Linked DNA regions of Mus musculus: all the other regions are linked to region 3. The links are chromatin contacts, called in public HiCAR-type and promoter capture Hi-C maps. All regions are on one chromosome and are shown on one strand. The core of a region is the stretch at or near the end of the contact, and the rest is flanking DNA. Distances in the headings are between cores, read along the strand shown.

Region 1 (5,047 bases), core at 539-3,038, 2.3 Mb before region 3:
AGAGGTAGCAGGAACCCCACAAGGTAATCCCCTCTTCTGTTAGAACCTGGTGTGGTGGCCTACACCCGTGTTTCTGAACTTGGGGACACTGAGGACACATTCCAGGACAACCGTTAGACTAAGCTTCATGGCCCTGAGACAAACCCACCCTGCAGTGATCATGGCCAGAAATTTTACTGGAATTCTTTGGGTATCTACATTCAGTAGGCAGAATTTGGGTGACTTATTAATACCACTGCTAAACCAGCACAACTAGAAAGAAAAACATTCAACTGAGTAGACCCACCAAGACCTTTAAAAGGCCTCTGGCTTTTCAGTGCAATACTACAGTGAGCCAGGCCTTCTCATTTGACTACTTTACTCCACTTGCAAATGAAGCAACTGATACAAGTCTAAAACACTTCTAGAAATAACCAGTTTTCTTTTGTTTTCAATCTGTAATAATGGCCAAAACCCAATCTTTAGGAGATTTTAAGGCTAAGTCTAATAAGGATAATAATGTGGCTCCTATGTGTTATTTCCACTGGGCTTGCTTATAATCCCAAACTGCTTGGATCTTGAATAATGACCTAGGACAGAATAAAGCTTCTACAATTACGATTCCTTTACAAGGCTTATTCTGATTTTTTTTTCTTTCTACCACTGCCCTCACTTTGAACTCTGCTAACTGTTCTCTTGTTCTGATCTGTGTAGCCCAGGCTAGCTTTGAACTCCAAGCCTGACTCAGTCTCTAGTGCAGGGTGTGCCACCTCAAGGAGTTCTCTTGATTTCAACAGGCTTTGTTAGTTTCAAAAAAAAAAAAAAAAAGTCACCCGCAATTTGGATCTTTTGGAAAGCAACTCCAGCACTTCCCATTCCAATCTGATTCCACTTAACCAAAAATATAACAGAAAGGGAGTAAAACCTAGTTTAAAACCAAAAAAAGGCCTTTTCGACTCCAGTCCCTCTCTAACAGGGATGGCTAACATAGCGGAAAAGAAACGATCTCAAGCAGCTTTTCCTAGATTAAAACTTGAGCATCCGGATCCTCCCCCAGACAGACACTGCGGCCGGCCTGCAGGGATCAAATGATCAGCGAGCGGGCCAAGAGAGGCGACAAGGCTGGCCTGCCACTTCCGAGCCAGGATCGCGGTCCGCAGAGACGTCCGCCCAAGCCTGAGGCCTGCGCGCCGCCGCCATTGTACGGCGCGAGCCTCAGGGCTCTGCGGGCCACCCCGCCCCCCGCCCGCACCTCCCCCTTACCCTCCACGGTCCCTGTCACGATCCCGATCCCCAAAGCCGCCTCCACGCATGGTCCCAAACGGATAAAGATCTGGGAGCGGGGCACGGATGACCGAGCTCGGGAGGGCCTGCGGCTCGGGTCTAGTGATGACCGATGGCGGCGGCGGCGCCTCCGCTGTTGGGGCGGCGGCAGGCGCGGCGCTGTCTCGCTCCGACGCGCTGTCTCCCGTCGCAGACGCCACCGTCGCCGCCTCTCTCGTCGGAGACGGGAGCACAACTCAGAGAATCGGGGTTGTTAGGACAGTCGGGAGGTCTGGTCCCGCTCAAACCGGGCGGTGCCACGGTTGAGGCGTCTCCCTTCCTTCCCAGCAACTGCACAAAATGGCGGCGGCCGCGGAGACCGCTCCAACTTAACGCTACGCACGGCCCAGACGCTACGTAAACAGCGTCTGGAGGGCTCCGCGCGACGCCACGGACATTCTCGGAACCGCTTTACGTCGGTGACGGAGATGGGGGCCCTGGTCGGCCCACCTTAAACAAGGCAATGTGCGCAACCGGCGTAGGGTTCTCGCACCGCCAGCTCTAGAACGTTGGCTGGGGGTGGGGCGAGCCGTCGGCACGACGTCACAGTGTTGGCGTCGTTGGCCCGCCCACTATTGCGGGTCAGCGCAGTCTTCGTAGCGCATTCTGTTTCGAGAATGGACTTTTCCCGGCATTCCGAGCTCAACCCGGCGCTTGAGGCCGGCCTTGTGCAGACATAATGGTAGCACTCCACGTAGCCTTAGTCAGACTTCCGGGTCTCTGGGCAGTAGAACCCAGAGAGTCTTGAGGCCGCTTTCTTGGTTCCAACGTCCCAACGCCGTGTGCCCCAAGCTGGCCACACAGCCCGGCGCCATTTCTTTCCCGTCGCTTTTCGCCGCGCTGGCGCCGCAGCCATGTTGGATGCGTCGTGTCGCTCTCTTTCAGCGGCCAACAGCCTGGCTGGGCCAAAAGACACCCTGTGTTTCCCGCGTTTCTTACTGAGGTGCTATTTTCCGAACAAAGGGTTGGCACCTTTTCCTCTGGCCGTAGTTGACGCAGAGGCCACACCTTCCCAGAGTCCTTTCTGAGGTGGGCGCCTTGGACCTTAGCCACCATGAAAATGGGTGCCTTACCCGGGTGCCCCACTGCAGAAGCGGTGGGTTTGACAGGCTAGGATTTGCAAACCCTATCCGGGGAGGGCAGGCTGGGCTAGGCCGCCGGTGCCACCCAACTCCTAGATTGCTTTCTTTGGCTCGCCATCCCTGCGCACTGCCAAGCCACACAAACTTGGACATAGTTGCTTTACTAAATTGTGGAACTGCTGGGTTCCTTGAGACCTCTAGGCTCATTTCTACCGCCGCGGAGAATGGAGGCCGGCAGACTGGAGGCTTAGTCTTGTCTCATGTCCTGAGTGTTGCTTAGGTTAGGAAAGCCAGGAGAGTAAAGAGGCGTCTTGAGAAACGGTTCATTTGTCACTTCGGCCATGGAGAGCCAGGCATTGTGCTAGTTGCTGGGACACTGGGGATCCAACACGTTCCTTGGCACAGAGCTTTATTCTCTAGAGACGGAGAGGAGACAGATGACAAATGTGTATGTTAGACTTTTGCTGACTTGGAAAAGAAAATGGTGTTGAGGCTGTGGAACAGTGCTTGCTGACCGTGACTGAAGCCCTGGATTCAACACCCAGCACCTCCAAGAACAACAGCAAAAAAACACTAAAGGGAAGGCCATACTTTAATTCCAGCACTCGTGGGTGAATCTCTTGAGTTAAACGCCAGCTTGGTCTACCAAGTGAGTTCCAGAATAGCCAGGGTGACACAAAGAAACCCTCTCTCAAAAACCAACCAACAAACACCAAAGAAACAAAAACAAGAAAGGGGCTAGAGACAAGTTGAGGAAACGGGATGACATCGGGTGCTCTCAGAAGGCATCCCCCATCTATCAAATGACATTTGAGCTGAGGTCTCAACTAAGGTCCTTGCTGCCAAGGGGGAAGATCAATTATGCAAAGCCTGAGTCCAAGAAGATGGAAGCTACTTAAAGAGCTTGGTTTCCTTGAAGGTGAAAATGTCTGGTTTAAAGTAGCGGCATAAAGAAGGACCCCTTTGACTGCAGTGCAGAGAATCAACTGAGAGGCAGCTAAGGCAGGAACAGTTAATCTAGTGAAGGCCCAGTGTACTGTCTCTTTTCTTTAGTCTCTCTGAGTTCTAGGCCAGTCTGGTCTACATAGTAAGACAGACAGAGCTACAGTGTGAGACCCTTTGGACGTGGCTGGGTACTGAAGTCCAGGCAGGAAATGGTGGGACTTGGTGCAGGTTATTACTGCTGAGAGAAATGGTTCAGTTGTGTGGCTGGAGCCAGTGATTTGCTGGTGGTTGGAGAACCAAAGGTTAAGAGTGGTTCCTGGTGTTCCCTAGGAGACAATGGATAATGTATGGAGGTGTTAACAGTCTATACCCTAAGAAGACAAGTTAGGCACTGTGATGGTTTGTACATGCTTGGCACAGGGAATGGCACTATTAGGAAGTATGGCCCTGTTGGAGTATGTGTGTCACTGTGTTTGGGCGTGGGCTTAAGACTCTCACCCTAGCTGCCTGGAAGTCAGTATTCTCCTAGCGGCCTTCAGATGAGATGTAGAACTCTCAGCCCACCCTGCACCATGCTGCCTGGATGCTGCCATGCTCTGCCTTGATGATAATGGACTGAACCTCTGAACCTGTAAGCCAGCTCAATTAAATGTTGTCCTTATAAGAGTTTCCTTGGTCATGGAATCTGTTCACAACAGTAAAACCCTAACTAAGACAGGCACCCATCCCGAAGAAGTCAAAAGGGACAAATGAATCATTAAAAAGGAAAATGTGGGCTGGTGAGATGGCTCAGTGGGTAAGAGCACCCGACTGCTCTTCTGAAGGTCTGGAGTTCAAATCCTAGCAACCACATGGTGGCTCACAACCATCTGTAACAAGATCTGACGCCCTCTTCTGGATTGTCTGAAGTCAGCTACAGTGTACTTACATATAATAAATAAATAAATAAATAAATAAATAAATCTTTAAAAAAAAAACAATTAAAACCCATTTAAAAAAAAAAAGGAAAATGTATTCAGTGTGGCTACTTTGAGAAGATACACTGAATTTCTGTGCCCTTCTTTCCTATCTAACCACATTCAATACATCTTTTCTGCATTTGCTTCTTTTTAACCAGAGACGGTACCCCTAAGAAGAAAAACTGGGTAACCAGCCTTCTTACTGTCATGACATAAAGGAGGGAGACATCTAGAGAATGAAGGCCAGAGATGCCGACCCCCTCTAAGTGTGCACTGTCAGCACCCAGATAAAGTCTGTCTATAATTTATGTGCATTGACATTTGCCTGCATGCAAGTCTTTGTGAGGGAGTCAGATCTCCAGGACTGGAGTTACAGGTGTGAGCTGCTGTGAGGGTAGGTGCTATAAACTGAACTCTGGTCTTCTGGAAGAATAGTGCTCACTCTGAACTAACTAGCCGTCTGGCAAGTGCCAAAGCTTATGGATTTTTGTAAACACAGAGTTCCACTCGATAAAGAGGTCGGAGACCAAGGAAACCAAACTCTTGGCATTAGTGAAAACGTGCTTAGCTCAGTCCACCTCCCCTCCCTCTTTAAATCTAGGAAACAGCTGTTGTGTGCACTCACTGTTCGAGGCATGTGCTAAGAGTTTTCATTATTTTAGTTCATCGGTTAATCCCACAAAACAATAGGGATCTCCTAACGGGATGCTGGGGAAAGCCAGTGGACTACACTTAGGGGAGGGCCTCACTTATTATATT
Region 2 (4,775 bases), core at 214-2,713, 2.2 Mb before region 3:
GGAGGCAATAGAGCAGTGACCACCAGTGGAGATAGGACCCACTGAGCCCTGTCTTCATCACAAATGGGAATAACACATGCCACACGGAGTCCTCTGTCTGACTCCAGCCGTGGAGACAGCACAACTGAGGTTAGTCCACCACAGATGGACCATAGATGGTGACTACCTGCCTGCCATTTCTGTGTGCCTCATTCCTGCCCCCAGCATCTAAATTCCAAACCTGTAGGTTTGAAGGTTTCTGTCCCCGAGACACTGCACCACCCACACAAACTCAGAAATACCAAGAAGTGGGGGGGATCGAGATGCCAAGCAGGGGAGTCCTACCTCTGGAAAATCTCCTGCAGCGTTTCCCGCGTGAAGGCGTTGCTGTCCTGGAAGACGTTGTTGAGAGCATGAAGAGCACAGAGCTCCCTGCGCTGCTTCTCATGGTAGATTTGTGGGGGCGCTGCTTGGGGAAGGTCCGAGGATTCAGCTTTGGCCTTGTCTCCTTTCCATGGCACGCAACTCATGTTTTTCGATTTAGGTTCCAGGCAGAGCCGCTAAACACTCCGCTCCTTCCCTCCTGAGGAAAGTCTAGGTTTCTGTCTTCGGATTCCTGAGATTCACCTATTTATTCTCTGGTGTTCATGATTTATGCTTTGTCACTGGGAGGAAAGGTTGGAATCAAAAGGGACAAAAAAAAAAATCTACCTTTTTCTGTCTTCTCGATAGGAAAAAATAACTTTTGGATTAGTTTATTTAGCCAACACTTTCAAAGTGTAGAATTAACAAAGAAAAAAAAAACATATAAAACGTAGGATTCCTCCCTTTGGCTGCCGCCTTCCCCTCCCACCCCCTTTGGAAAAAAAGAAACACCACGCTTTCCTGGCCGTGTTTTCCTCTCTGCAGATGCCAACTAGGCCTCAATGCAGGAGGGCAGAACCGAAGGGGTCACATCGCTCCTTTTCTTCCATTTCGTCCGAATCACAACACCACAGGCTCCGAAGACCGGGTTGGGTGGCGGAGAAAAGGCCCAATGCCAAGAGCTAGCGAGGATCGGAGGGCGTGAGGTCGCGGGCCGCGCGGGGGCTCCGGGGATAGCGCTCCATGACCGCCAGCGGACTGGCGGACTCGGCCCAGCGGAGGAGCCGCTTCGCCTCGGCGCGGGAGGAGCCGCGGAAAGGGGAACGGCAGCCCGGGCGCCGCCGCGGGGAGGTCCCGCCTGGCCCGCGAGGGTGCGGCCGGACGCCTTGCCTCGCCCGGTGCAGCCTTGGCCCACCGGGCTGACCGTCCCCGCAGCGACCTCCTGCTGTCACGTGAGGCCAGTCCCGGGCTCCTTCCCGCTGCCTGCCCGGCGGGGACTGTTCGTCTCCCCGACGCCGCCACCTGGAGCTTGCGGGCCGCCACCTGGCCCACGCGCGGACAAGCAGGCGGCGGAGCGGGCGGGCACGCGCACCTGAGCCCGACGTCAGCGGCGTTCACTCCGCGCGCGCCCCAGACACGCCCCCGCGCTGACCCCGCCTGCCAACCTCGCGTCACCCCTGACGTTGTGTGACGTAGCCAACGCGGGCTGTTGGTCCGGTGGAGGTGCTTAGAGGTCGCGGAGCCGTTGTGCAGGGTTGTGGAGCTCCGCGGTAGCGGGGGAGGTCGACTTGTCGCTTCGCCGCAGCTCCGCCCCGGCGCCCACTCCCGCCTGGACGCCGCAGGGCCCTCCTCCCGGCAGAGTGCTTTCTTGAGCCCGGGCAGCGGCTGCCCTGGCCCACTTATGTTCATCAGATTTCCTAACACTTTACCGACGCGGTCGGGCGTAATCTTGGTTGGTGAACCCGACCGCCTCCAGTTTTCTTTGAGAGCTGAGGGCAAGACTCTCGCCGGGAGTCATATTTCAAATGGAAACCTGAGTTCTATTTCAGATCCTTGGTGTCGTATTCCAGTTCACTTCACACAAACCACTGCCCTTTTGATCAGCAACCTTCTCTTGATGGCTGTCACAAGCCTTCCTTTCTGTGTTTTCTTTTCCCTTCTGATCCTTCTTTTTAGACGTGTGTGTGTGTGCGCGTGTGTGTTCTCTAGTTCAGCTGGTCTCAAACTCATTACGTAACCAAGAATGTCCAATTTGTTCAGGGCAAGGGATCGAACCTTGGTAAATGCAAGACAAGCACTCTACCAACTAGAGCTCCGTATTTTGAGTTTAGCTGAGTACATTGTGTCCAAAGGCAGACTATTTACAGTTTCCCATGGGTTTAAATTAAGTCACTGTTTCTAACTTGCCTTCCTATCGGATTTTTGTTAGGGAAAACAACAGATTTGCACTTTCAAAGTAATGGTTTCTCTAATCCTCATGATCACCCCAATCAACAGTATTGTGCAACACATCTGAGAGATTACCACATGATAGGGCATCCTCTACCTAGACTACTTTTGAATTATCTTTTTGTGTGTGTGTGTGTGTAATGTGTAAACTACCAAACTGTTACAGTGTATTTACATAGGATTTATCTCCTAGGGACTTGCTGTTCAACCAGAATTATTGTAAACATCTATTAATTAACTGATGAGTAATTAATTATTGTTAAGCAAATTAGACTTTTTTTTTCTTTTTCAGGGAGAAAAATACAGCCCAAAGAAGTCGATCAAGTTGTTTGAAATCATTATGTCTATAGTGAATTAAGGGTTTGAGCTTGGACCAAATTGTTTTCAGAAAGAGAATGTAAAGATGATTAGGAATTACCTCTCAACTGTTACTTTTTATATTTATTCTCCAAAACATTCAATTCGAAAAGCAAGTATTCAGAATATATATCCTTTCTAGGCAAAGTCCTATAGTGAGAAGGACAGTCTTTCCCCCCAGCCAGATAGCAATGTATTCTGAAACTGAACTTTTTCTGGCCATACAATGCTAAATAGCAATCGAAGCAATAGAATTAATACAACTGTCACCTCTGATCACCCCCAGCCAAGCAGTGAGCAACCTCCAGTTGAATTCTTAATACTTGGGGATACTGTCAGAATCCACAGATATAGGGTTACGGTCCACAAGACTGCCTCTCACTTTAGGAGTCCGAATCTCTGGGTCTGGAGATATAGCTCAGAGTTTCAGAAGACCTGGGTTGGATTCCCAGTACCCTAATGGAGGCTAACAATCGTCTGCGACTCTAGTCCAAAAGGGTTCCGGTGCCCCATTTAGACTCTACAGGCCCTGCACAAAGGTGGCACACAGACATACACACACACACACACACACACACACACACACACACACCATTCATACAAAATAAAAACAAATCTCAGTAAAAAACCATTAAGGTCAGGTTTCCAGCAGCATCTGCTCACAGACTTGGTAGTACGTTAAAAATGAGGACAAGACTCTCCCCGAATTAGGTGACGGCTATATTGTACCCTTTTCCTTACTTACTATATACATCCTGTGGTCCAATCCCTAAATTTCTCGTACTTCCTCAGGCGGCTGCTCTTTTTTTTAATCTATTACCAGGAGGAGTGGCCAGGTCCAGCCAGCATAATTAGATCTTGGTAAAAAACAGAACTCACCTAATAGTCTAAATTTTTCAGACATTTGAAACGGGAATTTCAGGTACACGAACGGCGGGTTTTTTTTTTTTTTTTTGGACTGGGACTTTCCACAAGTGGCAACTGAAAAATAAGCCACAAGAAACTACCTTGACAGATCCTAGACCTGTGGCTCAGCTGTTCACCAAAAACGTGAGGGGATTTACGCTAGAGTTTGGGCTGTCAACATCTTTCTGTTCACTCAGTTGCTCTCCGAGGAGTCATGAATGGAACTCCCTGAGGTCAGCATTTAATTAATTGTCTTGGTCTGGCGGCTGTAATATTACCACTCCTGGAATACATAGCATCGATTCTACTATAAAAATTGCCTTGCGCATGCCAGCACGCCGGACACAGTGTTGCAGCAACTGCCTTCAATCATTCGGAGTGCCAGGCTCATTTCACAGTTTACTATCTGGGTATGCGGCGGCCAGACGCGCGGGACTTAGGGAGGACAAGATTGGGTCCCGCCCTTGTCCATCATTTTGAGAGGCTCCAGGCGGGACTGTTTTGCAGTATGATTTGGAGGCTGGCCCCGCCTCTGGAAAGTGAGGTGGGGAGTAAAGAATGGATGCCTCTTTTCATTGGATTGTTGTCAAGTCAGTCAAACCTCTGCTTCGCTCCCGTTGGCGGGAAGGATCCAGGCAGGTAGCGTGCACGCTGTGTTGGCCCCACTAGAGGTGGGACCAAGGCTCCCGACCACTACGACGTTTGTTGTTAGGGTTTTGGTCTCATTAATTATTCATTAAAGTATTTGAGAGAGCTGCGACGATTGGTAAATGAGAGACTGGGTCTTCTGTGTCTCCGCTAGAGATACGTGACAGTCTCGGGAGGCGGGGAAGCCGCGCATAAATTATTCTAACAAGAAGGGGCGGGGCCGAGCATAAATTAGTTAAATGAGCCAGGGAGGGAGGGCGGGCGGCCGGCTGCGAATTAGCTTAAGTTCTTAAAGATGGCGGCGGAGCGGAGTCGCTCCCCGGTCGACTCGCCGGTGCCGGCCTCGATGTTCGCCCCCGAGCCTAGCTCTCCGGGGGCGGCTCGGGCCGCCGCGGCCGCGGCCCGACTCCATGGCGGCTTCGATTCTGACTGCAGCGAGGACGGCGAGGCGCTCAACGGCGAGCCGGAGCTGGACCTCACCAGCAAGGTAGGCCCGGGAGGCGGCGGCGGGGCCAGGGGTACGCGGAGGGGCCGGACGGTCTCCGAGGCGACGGCGGGCAGCCGGCTGTCCA
Region 3 (5,022 bases), core at 2,302-4,801:
TCCCTCCAGGGAATCTAATGTCTCTGGTCTCAGCCACCTGCCCTCATGTACACATACCCATATGAAGATACACAGATCTGTGCATAATTAAAAATAATAAGTTAGAAAAAAATGGAGGTTTGAAAGGACTACAGTGGTCCACTGAAGGTGTCCAACATGAGGAGAACGTTTGCATCAGGTCTCTGGAAGGGGCCTGAAGTTACGAGTGGTATTTTTAAAGGATTTTTTGAAAAGTAAAACAGATTCAGTGTCAATGTGATACTGTCTTAAACGCACTGTAGAGTCTCTTAAAACGAGCCTCTTAGTTATTCTACCCGGAAGGGCTTCTACACCTTTCTAGATGTAGAAACTTTCTCAAGTTTTGCTGTACAATTGCCTTCCAGTTACCCCTGTACCCCTGAACAGTACAGCCTCAGAAAGGGAACATTCTAAATGTAGGCCAAAGTCACTGAAAAGCTGCCTCACTCCAAACTACAATGGGATTGCTGTCATCAGCCCTGCCTAGAGAACCGGCATTCGTGGCATAAGCAACCGGGTCTGCACATCACTTATACCTCAGAGGTGTTCTGCACAGACAAGGACTCAAAGCGCCTCCTTCCCCTCTCTAACTGGAGGACATGTCAGGCCAGATGGACAGTGTGGAGCCTTACAAAAAGGCCAGGCGAGTAGAATGAGATCCCCTGCTCCATCAGCTCAGACTCTAATTTTGACTTCGAGAAGCTTACAGAGCAGAGGATTAAAGTGCTGCTACTGTCCTGTCTTCAGCTAAAGATAGGCGCAACCATTTGGCCGAGTTTGTTTTTTTAGAAAGTGATGGGCAAATTATAGTCCTTATATATAAAATATTTATGGAAGTACGTTAAGATTGGAAAGCTTAGAAATAACTACCCTTCCAAAAAAGAACAAACAGATCTGTTAAGCAGCTGCAGTGGACTCGGATCTTTTTTTTTTTTTTTTTTCAACAAAACACTAGAAAGATAACCAAAGAAAGAAAGGAAGGAAGGAAGGAAGGAAGGAAGGAAGGAAGGAAGAAAGCGAGAGAGAAGCAATGTTGTAGAAAGGGCGAGGAAAAGGAATCTATACCTCCCATATAAAAAATTCAGGTATCTCAAATTCCCAACATCCTAGAATCAATCATCTCCATGCTTCAGGTAAATGTGGGTAGGTGGGGGCATTTTAACATGGTCAAGAAGTACAGCCACAGTGGACAGCGACAGCAAGGCTCAGCTTGCTTCCCAGGGATTAGTCCTTAGCTTTTATCCTGGAGGCAGCGGCCCAGCGGGCAATATAGATTGCAGCCCTTCCAGGATATTTGCAGTGATGAGCGCATCGGGCTTACACCCCATATCACAGTCCAAGGCAGGTCCCTTCAGGGATCTCAGGGGCCCCAGGCTCGCCTCACTCAAGGCGGTACCGCTCAGCACTCTGGGAGACGTAGTCCTCTGGCCTCCTGGCGAGGCTAGAAACTCGTGACCTACTTTTCGAGCACACTACACTTCCCTGTGTACTACGCGAGGGCCCAGCCAGATAGACCGCGCATGCCCCGCTCTAGGTCCTGGCCAAGGGTCCGAAGCCCAGGAAAAGTTTCCGATGCACATGCGCACTGCAGCGAGTGGGTGCCCCCCCCCCCCCATCACCAGAGACGTTTGGCATAAATCTGCCCATAAGGCCTCTCACCGGGTATCCTTTCTCCCCACGTCCTTGTTCAGGCTAGACTCCAATAACTCCCCTTTTCTTTCATGACCTCCTAAGCTTACTGAATCAGGGCTCTGCAACTAAGGGGTTTTTCCTAGATGAACCAGGTGGGCTGGAATGGATAGAGCCACCGCTCCGGCCCCAGCCTCTGGATCTCAAAGGAGTGTCGCTGTCTGTGGTAGATGTAGGAGCAGTGTATTCAAGAAGAAACGAGCCCTTTTCACCTAATACTCAGTAGGCTCTGCTCCAGCACCTCCACAGCCAGGAAGGGAATGGCAAGCATTAGATCCGATTCTCCAGTCTTGTTGGCCAAGCCAAAGAAATTCCTAGTAGAGCTGTGAGGAGGCACCCGGTCGACAATAAAGCCCGAAGCCGGTAGTGCCCAAGCCTTACCCCACTTTTAATACAAATCTGAGAAACCAGACCCAGGTAAAGGAAATGGGGAAAGGTTCCCAGGCAGGCAAGCAAAATCCGTACATCTGAAACCCGGGCATCATCCAATATTCAGAAAGTCTGAGTCTCCTCCCCATTACAAGGCCTACCCTAGGACCAGACTTACCAGATCCTCAGCAACCCTCCCCGGCAGGGTGTTAAACCTCCCTAATCCTGCCTCCCACACCAGCTGTTTTCCCCAGTGCTTAAGTGAGGCATTGGGGGTAGGCGCTCAGGCAAGCAACAGGATTTTTATTGTTGTTAAGAAATCAAAGAGAAACCAAACCCACTCCCAGGCCAGGGTGGATAGGTTAGGGTGGATGGGGGGGGGGGGGGTAGGTTAGACACCGAACTGGCACCGGAAACCCTGTCTGCTGATCCCAAAGCCTGCTGTGTGAAGTTCTGGTTGCTCCCAGGGGAGGGGATGGCTTTTCCCTTTTCCCTCCTTAGATTTTTGGTCAAGGGCGGAGTACATCCCCCTCAGACAGAAGGGGAAGTTTAGGAATAGAAGAGATCAGACACAATTAATACACTATCCGACAGGCTCTTTGGGTACTTTTTTTTCCGCCTACACAAGTATATAAAGAGCTCAACCTGCAATGAGTTCTTGCTCGGCAACCCAAGGGCACTCTCCACTAACCGGCCCTGTCACCAAGAAGGGGATGTCCAAATTTCCCATCTCACAGGTTCCAAAGGGACAGAAACAGACTGTGTTAATAATCACCACCCCGCACACGTGAAAAGCAGCCGAAAAATAAAGATAGAATCCCCTCCCTTCCCATAATTTATTTAACTCTGGCCAGAGTTTGGTTTCTGGGGGGGGGGGGCAAGGAAAACATAACGAGTGAGGCGTGAATAAATGGGGAAGGAGGTCAAGGAGGAAACGCTCTCCGCTTAGGAGAGGGCCGCACTCGAAACTAGGTACCCCAGGATCAAAGAGAGTGATGGAGAGCGAAACAGGGGCGGATCCGGAGAGGGGCAGCAGGGGAGTGGACCAGTGTGGGCGTCCCCCGCCCGCAAGCCCGCGCACTCACTCGGGTCTCCACGAAGGGTCCGCTCTGCAGGCCGCGGGACGGAGGTCTCTCTCCCAGCTTCCCGGGCACCGCGAGGCTGAGGGCCACGGTGTCCTTTTACGTCGTTTGAGGGTAGAGAGGGACGAGGACCGAGCTCATGTGATTCTTTCCGCTGTTTTTGGAGGTCGAGCTCGGCGGCGACGGCGCGGGGATGGCGGACCCGAGGATGGCACCCGTCACGCGGTGGATGGAGGCCAGCCCTGGATGTACTCGTCTGGCAGGTCCTGTCCTTCTGGCCTCTCGGTTCCCACGACACTCAGTCTCAACGACCTGCACCTTCCCGCGCCTGGGCCCGAAGTGAGCAAAGTCAATGAAAAGTTTCACCCTCAGCAACCCTGCGCATGAATCTGCTTTCCCCACCCCTGCGTGATGCGTCCCTCCGCCCAGCCGGGGCGGGGCCGGGACTACTTTTCCTCCCTTGGCATCTTTAACCCCTCGCAGCCCAGTCGTAGGTTGGGATTCCAGGTTCTGCGGGAAGTGTAATAGCGATCTTCTCACCTTGTCTCCTCTAGACCCCTCCCTGCCACGTCCTCAGCGGGGCTGCTCACCCTCGGAATCCTTCTGAGCGCCTTAGCGCCGGATTTCTTCTCTTAAGACTCCAAAGCAGTCTGAGCTCGCCATGTACGTTTTTTTCTTTTTTTTTTAAACCGGTGTAGACCAACCCCGGGGAGGGTAGGGACAGACCTGGAACACAACAGGCCATTAGGAAGTAGCCTGGGACACAGTGGCTGTTGCTGGCATCACCGGGGCCCTGAGAACTCCAAACCCTAGCCCCAGCTCTCAAAGTTCCCTAAGACCTAGACGGCATGACTCTTCAGTTCTGACGGTCCCCGTGACTTGAACTCCCCGGTTCCGATTTGTTCATTCTGAATTTGGGGAGACAGTGGCACGATGCCACCTCCAGGAAGGTTCTGGATCTGAGTGTAGGCTAACCTGAGTTTACCAGTGTCGCCCTCCTGGTGGGGACGTGGAAGATCGAAGGGAAGGGAAGGGTGCAAGAAGATCGAGGGTTAGAAAAAAGAGCGGAGCACCGGTTAGTCATGCACTCCCAGCCCGGAAAGTTGGGTCCCAAACACCATAATAGGGCTGGCCACGCGCGACCGCCGCCCCTCTGCTGAGGTCCTCGAGCTCTCTGGAGCAGGTTACCCACGCACAGGAGAGCATGAGAGCCGCGCTCCTTCTAGCAATAGTCGCAGAAGAAGCGCCAGCCCTGGCAAGGTGAGCAGGGTGTTCATTAAGCCCGACAGCACCCGGCGGCGGCGAAGCGAGGCGCACCCGGGCCCGGATTTTGGTCACGCTTTTTCTACTCTGTGGCTTTGTGACAGTGCAGGCTCAGCGATGAGGGGGTCTAGGATCTGTGGCGGGTTGAAACCCTAGGAGAACTGGACTATCAGACTAGGCTGGAGGACCGCTGGCCTTGTGTACAGTTCCCCTAGCCCCCGCCTTAGTTCGCCTATTTTCCAATTCAACAACCCCTCCTCTTCTTCTTTTTTTTTTTTCTTGGGGGGGGGGGTTCGAGACAGGGTTTCTCTGTATAGCTCTGACTGTCGTGGAACTCACTTTGTAGACCAGGCTGGCCTCGAACTCAGAAATCAGCCTGCCTCTGTCTCCCGAGTGCTGGGATTAAAGGCGTGCACCACCACGCCTGGCCAACCCCTATTCTTTATTCACGTTCCTGAAGGTTCCGGTGCAACGGCAGTCTCCGAACCCACGTGGGGCGGTGAGATCGGAAAGTTTCCAGTTACGAACTGTGTGCGTTTTATTTTCCTTGATCACGTAGGCAAGAGCAGAGATCAACGGAGGTATAGAGATTTAAATACGC
Region 4 (4,449 bases), core at 1,886-4,385, 2.2 Mb before region 3:
ATTAGCATGGTGACCTTAGTGCTAACTGTGTGACCAGGCCATAGACCACAGAGATTCCCCCAGACCCTTTCTTGACCTTGTCTGTTTCAGTCGTCTATAGACTAGTCTTCCAGAAGACTTCCTTATCTTGAGCCTGTTTTCCCAGTTATCCATAAAACCCATCTTTATGGAAGATCTCACCTGTACTTTGCTTTGTACGTTACTTTGAGATATCCTACCTTAAGCCTTGCTATGCACATGGGATTGAGCTATTTATCACCAGGATTTTTTTTTTAAACAAATTGTGCTGTGTACAAAGATGCCTAAAATAAACTATTCAGGGTCAGATTCTAAGTTTGAATGGACACCAGCTACTGAGTCCTGTTGAACCAAACTGCCTTCATATCTCCCTCTGATCACTACTCTGCGGCCCTGTGGTTGCAGATATCCCTCCATCTCCGACCCCTGTACTGCTCCAAGTTGGTTGGGTGGAAGGAAAGGCTGACTCAGACCCCAGGCCAGTACCGTTTCTTGCCTCCTGCTCTTACCCTCACAGGCCAAGCAGCAGGAGATGAGAAGAGGCAGGTGCATCTCAGGGCTTCTCCTTGTCCTCCTACCCATTCCCCAGAATGGCTGGAAAATTACACTATGTTCTAGACTCTGATGATGCTGTCAGGAAGCTTCCAGCTTTAGCCGAATGCTATTACTCACACCTAATGGGACAACTGAGTAGTTTCTAAAGAGGAATGTTTAAAATACACACATCGCTCCGGGCTGAATTCTCCCTCCTACCATTTAAGGATACGTGTGCTCTGGGGCCCGGTAAGCTTTCTACTGCCGTTGTCTGCAGAGGAGGGAAAGCAAGCTTCATTGAAAGCCGCGCTATGGCAAGCACTGTGCCAAGTGCTGGGGGTGGATGCGTGGGAGCTGAGGAGCCCTTCCCCTTGGGGCATTGTGGCAGCTGGGACTGCCGATCCCCTGCTCAGAGTTAGCATTTGATAGCATGTGAAATGCAGACTGCGGTACTGGTCCTCCGTCACCATCAACGTCGAGCCACTCGGTGACTATTTACTGAGGACTTCCCACAGACTAAAAAGTGTGCTCCAACTGGGCACAGGATGGTAAACTGAGCCAGACTGGATCCATAGCCCTAGTGGGGCTATTGAGGTAGACTTGTAAAATTAAAATAAGTACATAATTATAAAGTATAATTCATCAAAATTCTGTATGTAATGATGAATTATATAACTCATGACTGCTTCCAAAGAAAGTACATAGGGTTATGAGGTGACAGTGTGGTTTTGGGTATTTGTTGTTGTTGTTTTTGTTTTTGAGACAGTGTCTCACCATGACGTAGCCCTGGCTGGCCTGGCACTTGCTATGTAGTCCGAGCTGGCCTCCAACTCACAGAGCTCCTCCTGCCTCTGCCTCTGAAGTGCTGCAACAGTTTGTTCTGACCTAGTTACGGAGGTCAAGGTGCTGAAGGAAGAGCAGGAGTTAACTGGCTGATGGGGAGAAGAAACAGCTCCCAGACAGAGGGCAACGAGGCTGGAAGGAAAACACTCCTGGATGCTGCCCAGCCCCACGGCCACTAGCCACACACCAAAACAAAAGTTCTGAAATTTGGTTAGCGTGACTAAAGAAATTAATAACCAATACATGGTAAAAATTTAAAATATTTGTTTATTCGTATTTTGGACAAACCGAGTTAAGTGCAACAATAGTCAAGTTAATTTAATCTGTTTTGAATTGACTTGTTAAAAAGCCTAGGGCCGGGTATGGAGCACTAGCCTTTAATCCCAGCGCTCTGGAGAAAGAGGCGGGAGGACTTTTGTAAGTTGGGAGAGCAGCCAGAACTACATATTGAGCCCCAGTCTCAAATATCAAACAAACAAAGCGGGGCTGGTGAGATGGCTCAGTGGGTAAGAGCACCCGACTGCTCTTCCGAAGGTCCGAAGTTCAAATCCCAGCAACCACATGGTGGCTCACAACCATCCGTAACGAGATCTGACTCCCTCTTCTGGAGTGTCTGAGGACAGCTACAGTGTACTTACATATAATAAATAAATAAATAAATCTTAAAAAAAAAAAAACAAACAAAGCAAAAGGGTAGGGGTTGAAGGCAGGCTGGGTGTGTGTCTGTAATTCCAGCACTGAGAGGCTGAGGCAGGAGGATGAGATAAGGAGTACCCAGGGAGACTTTATCTCAAAATACGAAAGGTGCTTCGGGGATAGCACCGGTAGAGGGCGCACAAGGTTTAATATCAAAAAGCTTCTAGAGCCTGGCGGTGGTGGCGGACGCCTTTAATCCCAGCACTTGGGAGGCAGGCGGATTTCTGAGTTTGAGGCCAGCCTGGTCAACAGACTGAGTTCCAGGACAGCCAGGGCTACACAGAGAAACCCTGTCTCGAAAAAAACAAACAAGCAAACAAACAAACATACAAACAAACAAACAAACAAAAAAACTTCTAGAATGATCGCAACTTTCAAATGTGTTCTGCTTTATGTTTCTGTAGCGGTTGCTACACTAGATATGGTTGATTTTGATGTGGAATTCTCTCTTCGAACGCTGTGTGGCAAAGGTGGAGGAAGACTGCTTGGAGCTGGGTCCTGTCCTTTATGGTGGGATGACCTCGTACACCCACTAGGCAGCCAAGAAACGCCTCCTGGATGGCCATTTCTTCATTTACCAAACCGAGCTACAATGTCCTTAGGACTTGAGGAATCCTGGAGCTGACTCTCCAGTTCTCTACCCCTTGTACACTGGGCAACCTTCCCTGGACCTCAGTTTCCCTTGCTTGTGGGAGTGTGGAGGAGGCAAGACTGGCAGGAGCCAGTTTGCTACTGGCAGGGAGTCGTCATATCTGTCCGTCTGTCTTACCTGAAAGCTTCGGCAGAAGCGTCAGGGCGGGTTCCGCCACCAGCCCCTCCAGTGACCGGACCAAGCTCCGGATGTCCGCCAGCATCCGCGGCCCAAGGGGCGCGGTTTGCTTTGTGGCCGGGGCGGGGGAGCTGCAGGTCGGTCCATTTTGCTACTGTGAGTCCAGCCTGGGTCACCACTTAACATTTTTAACACAACAAAGCAGCTTTCGGCCTGCTTTGTTGCCAAGGAAAACGATTACTATGACGACGGCGGCGCTGACCCGGGGACCAGACCAACGTATTTAGGGGGTCATGCCTCTCCCAGCCTATGCCACAAGGCATGTGTGTATCTCCAGAAGTCGTGCCCAAGGCATGTGTGTATCTCCAGAAGTCGTGCCCAAGGCTTTCTTCTATTCGTGAACCTTAGAGAGTCCGCAGGGGCTCCGCTGCTTCGCGGAGGCTCGTCTCGGAGCTGGCTCCCTCTGCATTCTCAGTGGTAGAAGCCAGAGAGGCTGCGCATGCGCACGATGGTTGCCCGGCGCCGGCCAATCGCGGTCGCGGCGGTTGACGCGGCCTGGGCAGATCCTTGCAGAAAGCTGCAGGCTAGCTCGGGATTCCGGCTTCGCAGACAGGTACCTCTGGGAGCGGCGGGCGGATATCCGTGCCAGTAGTGGTGGGTGGGATGCCCGGGTACCCCTGGAGAAGCGGGCAGGCTGGACCGTGGCATGCTCCGCGGGCACCTCTTGCGACGGAGACTCGGAGATGGTGTTTTGACCCCATCCTTTGAAGGTCTTCTCCTAACCCGTACAGAACTCTTTGGGTTTTGTGACCCGTGAGACTGGCTGGCTCTTAACTTTTTCGAGACACCTTTCCCTTTGAGAATCCAGTGAAAACCAAAGATGCTTCCTTCCTTTATTTTTTGTCAGAATGAAGAGAATGTATTTTATAGCCTGATGCAAACTAAAGCTTCGCACAGTAAGTGCATTTCCCTGTAAAGGGGGACAATTTGATCTACTTCTCAGGGTCATGGTGAGCATCAAATGTCCCAACAGTTTGTAAACATGAAAGCACTCTTAACCTACGAGCTGCAGGCTGTTATCATTCGTGATTATAAATAAGGGACGTCACTGGCCGGAGAAATGGATCAGAGTCTCAGAGAACTGGTTGCTGTTGCAGAGAACTGGGATTCGATTCCCAGCTCACAAACGCCAGTAACTCTAGTTGTAGAATCTGCAGACACAAGGCACGACCATGGTATCCCAGGCAAAACACTCAGACACATTAAAAACAACAGCAAACAAAGCCTTTGAGGCCCTTGGGGGATGATAAAACGTTGGACTCCCCAGAGGGTGAGCAACAGGGTTGGTTGGGAACCAAGTGCAAACCTTTAATTTTCTTGGCCCATAGTCTTCTATGAGAGAGCTTCCCTAAAGAACCCTAGGATACCTTGAACGGTGTGTGTATGTGTGTGTGTTTAAAAAAAAAAATCTGTGAAGGGGACTAGAGAAAAGGCTCAGTGAATGTGGGTACTTGCTGCTCAAGTGTGAGACCATGGATTCAAGTCCCCAACATCTCAGTTAAAAGCCTACCACAAGCCGGCGCGTGGTG

What was found. Promoter capture Hi-C pulls out the DNA fragments that hold promoters and counts their contacts. HiCAR-type assays count read pairs that join an accessible place to other places.
Region 1: a promoter capture Hi-C map of pre-B cells shows a contact between it and region 3, with 4 times the contacts expected there. The contact joins the promoter of Ddx17 here to the promoter of Tob2 in region 3. A contact is called at or near these places in 2 of 39 promoter capture datasets (liver and pre-B cells).
Region 2: a HiCAR-type map of astrocytes shows a contact between it and region 3, with 3 times the contacts expected there. The contact joins the promoter of Josd1 here to the promoter of Tob2 in region 3. A contact is called at or near these places in 1 of 39 promoter capture datasets (hippocampal neurons), 1 of 484 Hi-C or Micro-C datasets (CD8 T cells) and 1 of 115 datasets of contacts at active chromatin or transcription factors (astrocytes).
Region 4: a promoter capture Hi-C map of hippocampal neurons shows a contact between it and region 3, with 2.8 times the contacts expected there. The contact joins the promoter of Fam227a here to the promoter of Tob2 in region 3. A contact is called at or near these places in 2 of 39 promoter capture datasets (hippocampal neurons and pre-B cells).

What each region holds. Positions count from the first base shown.
Region 1 is chr15:79,544,953-79,549,999 of GRCm38.p6, forward strand. Ddx17 (DEAD box helicase 17) reads right to left here and starts at 1,789. Exons shown (of 13, transcript NM_001040187.1): 1 at 1,243-1,789. The coding sequence starts at 1,292.
Region 2 is chr15:79,686,409-79,691,183 of GRCm38.p6, forward strand. Josd1 (Josephin domain containing 1) reads right to left here and starts at 1,464. Exons shown (of 4, transcript NM_028792.3): 1 at 325-1,464. The coding sequence starts at 509. It overlaps Gtpbp1 (GTP binding protein 1), which reads left to right and starts at 4,488. Exons shown (of 12, transcript NM_013818.2): 1 at 4,488-4,690. The coding sequence starts at 4,499.
Region 3 is chr15:81,854,775-81,859,796 of GRCm38.p6, forward strand. Tob2 (transducer of ERBB2, 2) reads right to left here and starts at 3,552. Exons shown (of 2, transcript NM_020507.3): 1 at 3,162-3,552.
Region 4 is chr15:79,655,821-79,660,269 of GRCm38.p6, forward strand. Fam227a (family with sequence similarity 227, member A) reads right to left here and starts at 3,136. Exons shown (of 18, transcript NM_029407.1): 1 at 2,861-3,136. Cby1 (chibby family member 1, beta catenin antagonist) reads left to right here and starts at 3,407. Exons shown (of 5, transcript NM_028634.3): 1 at 3,407-3,473.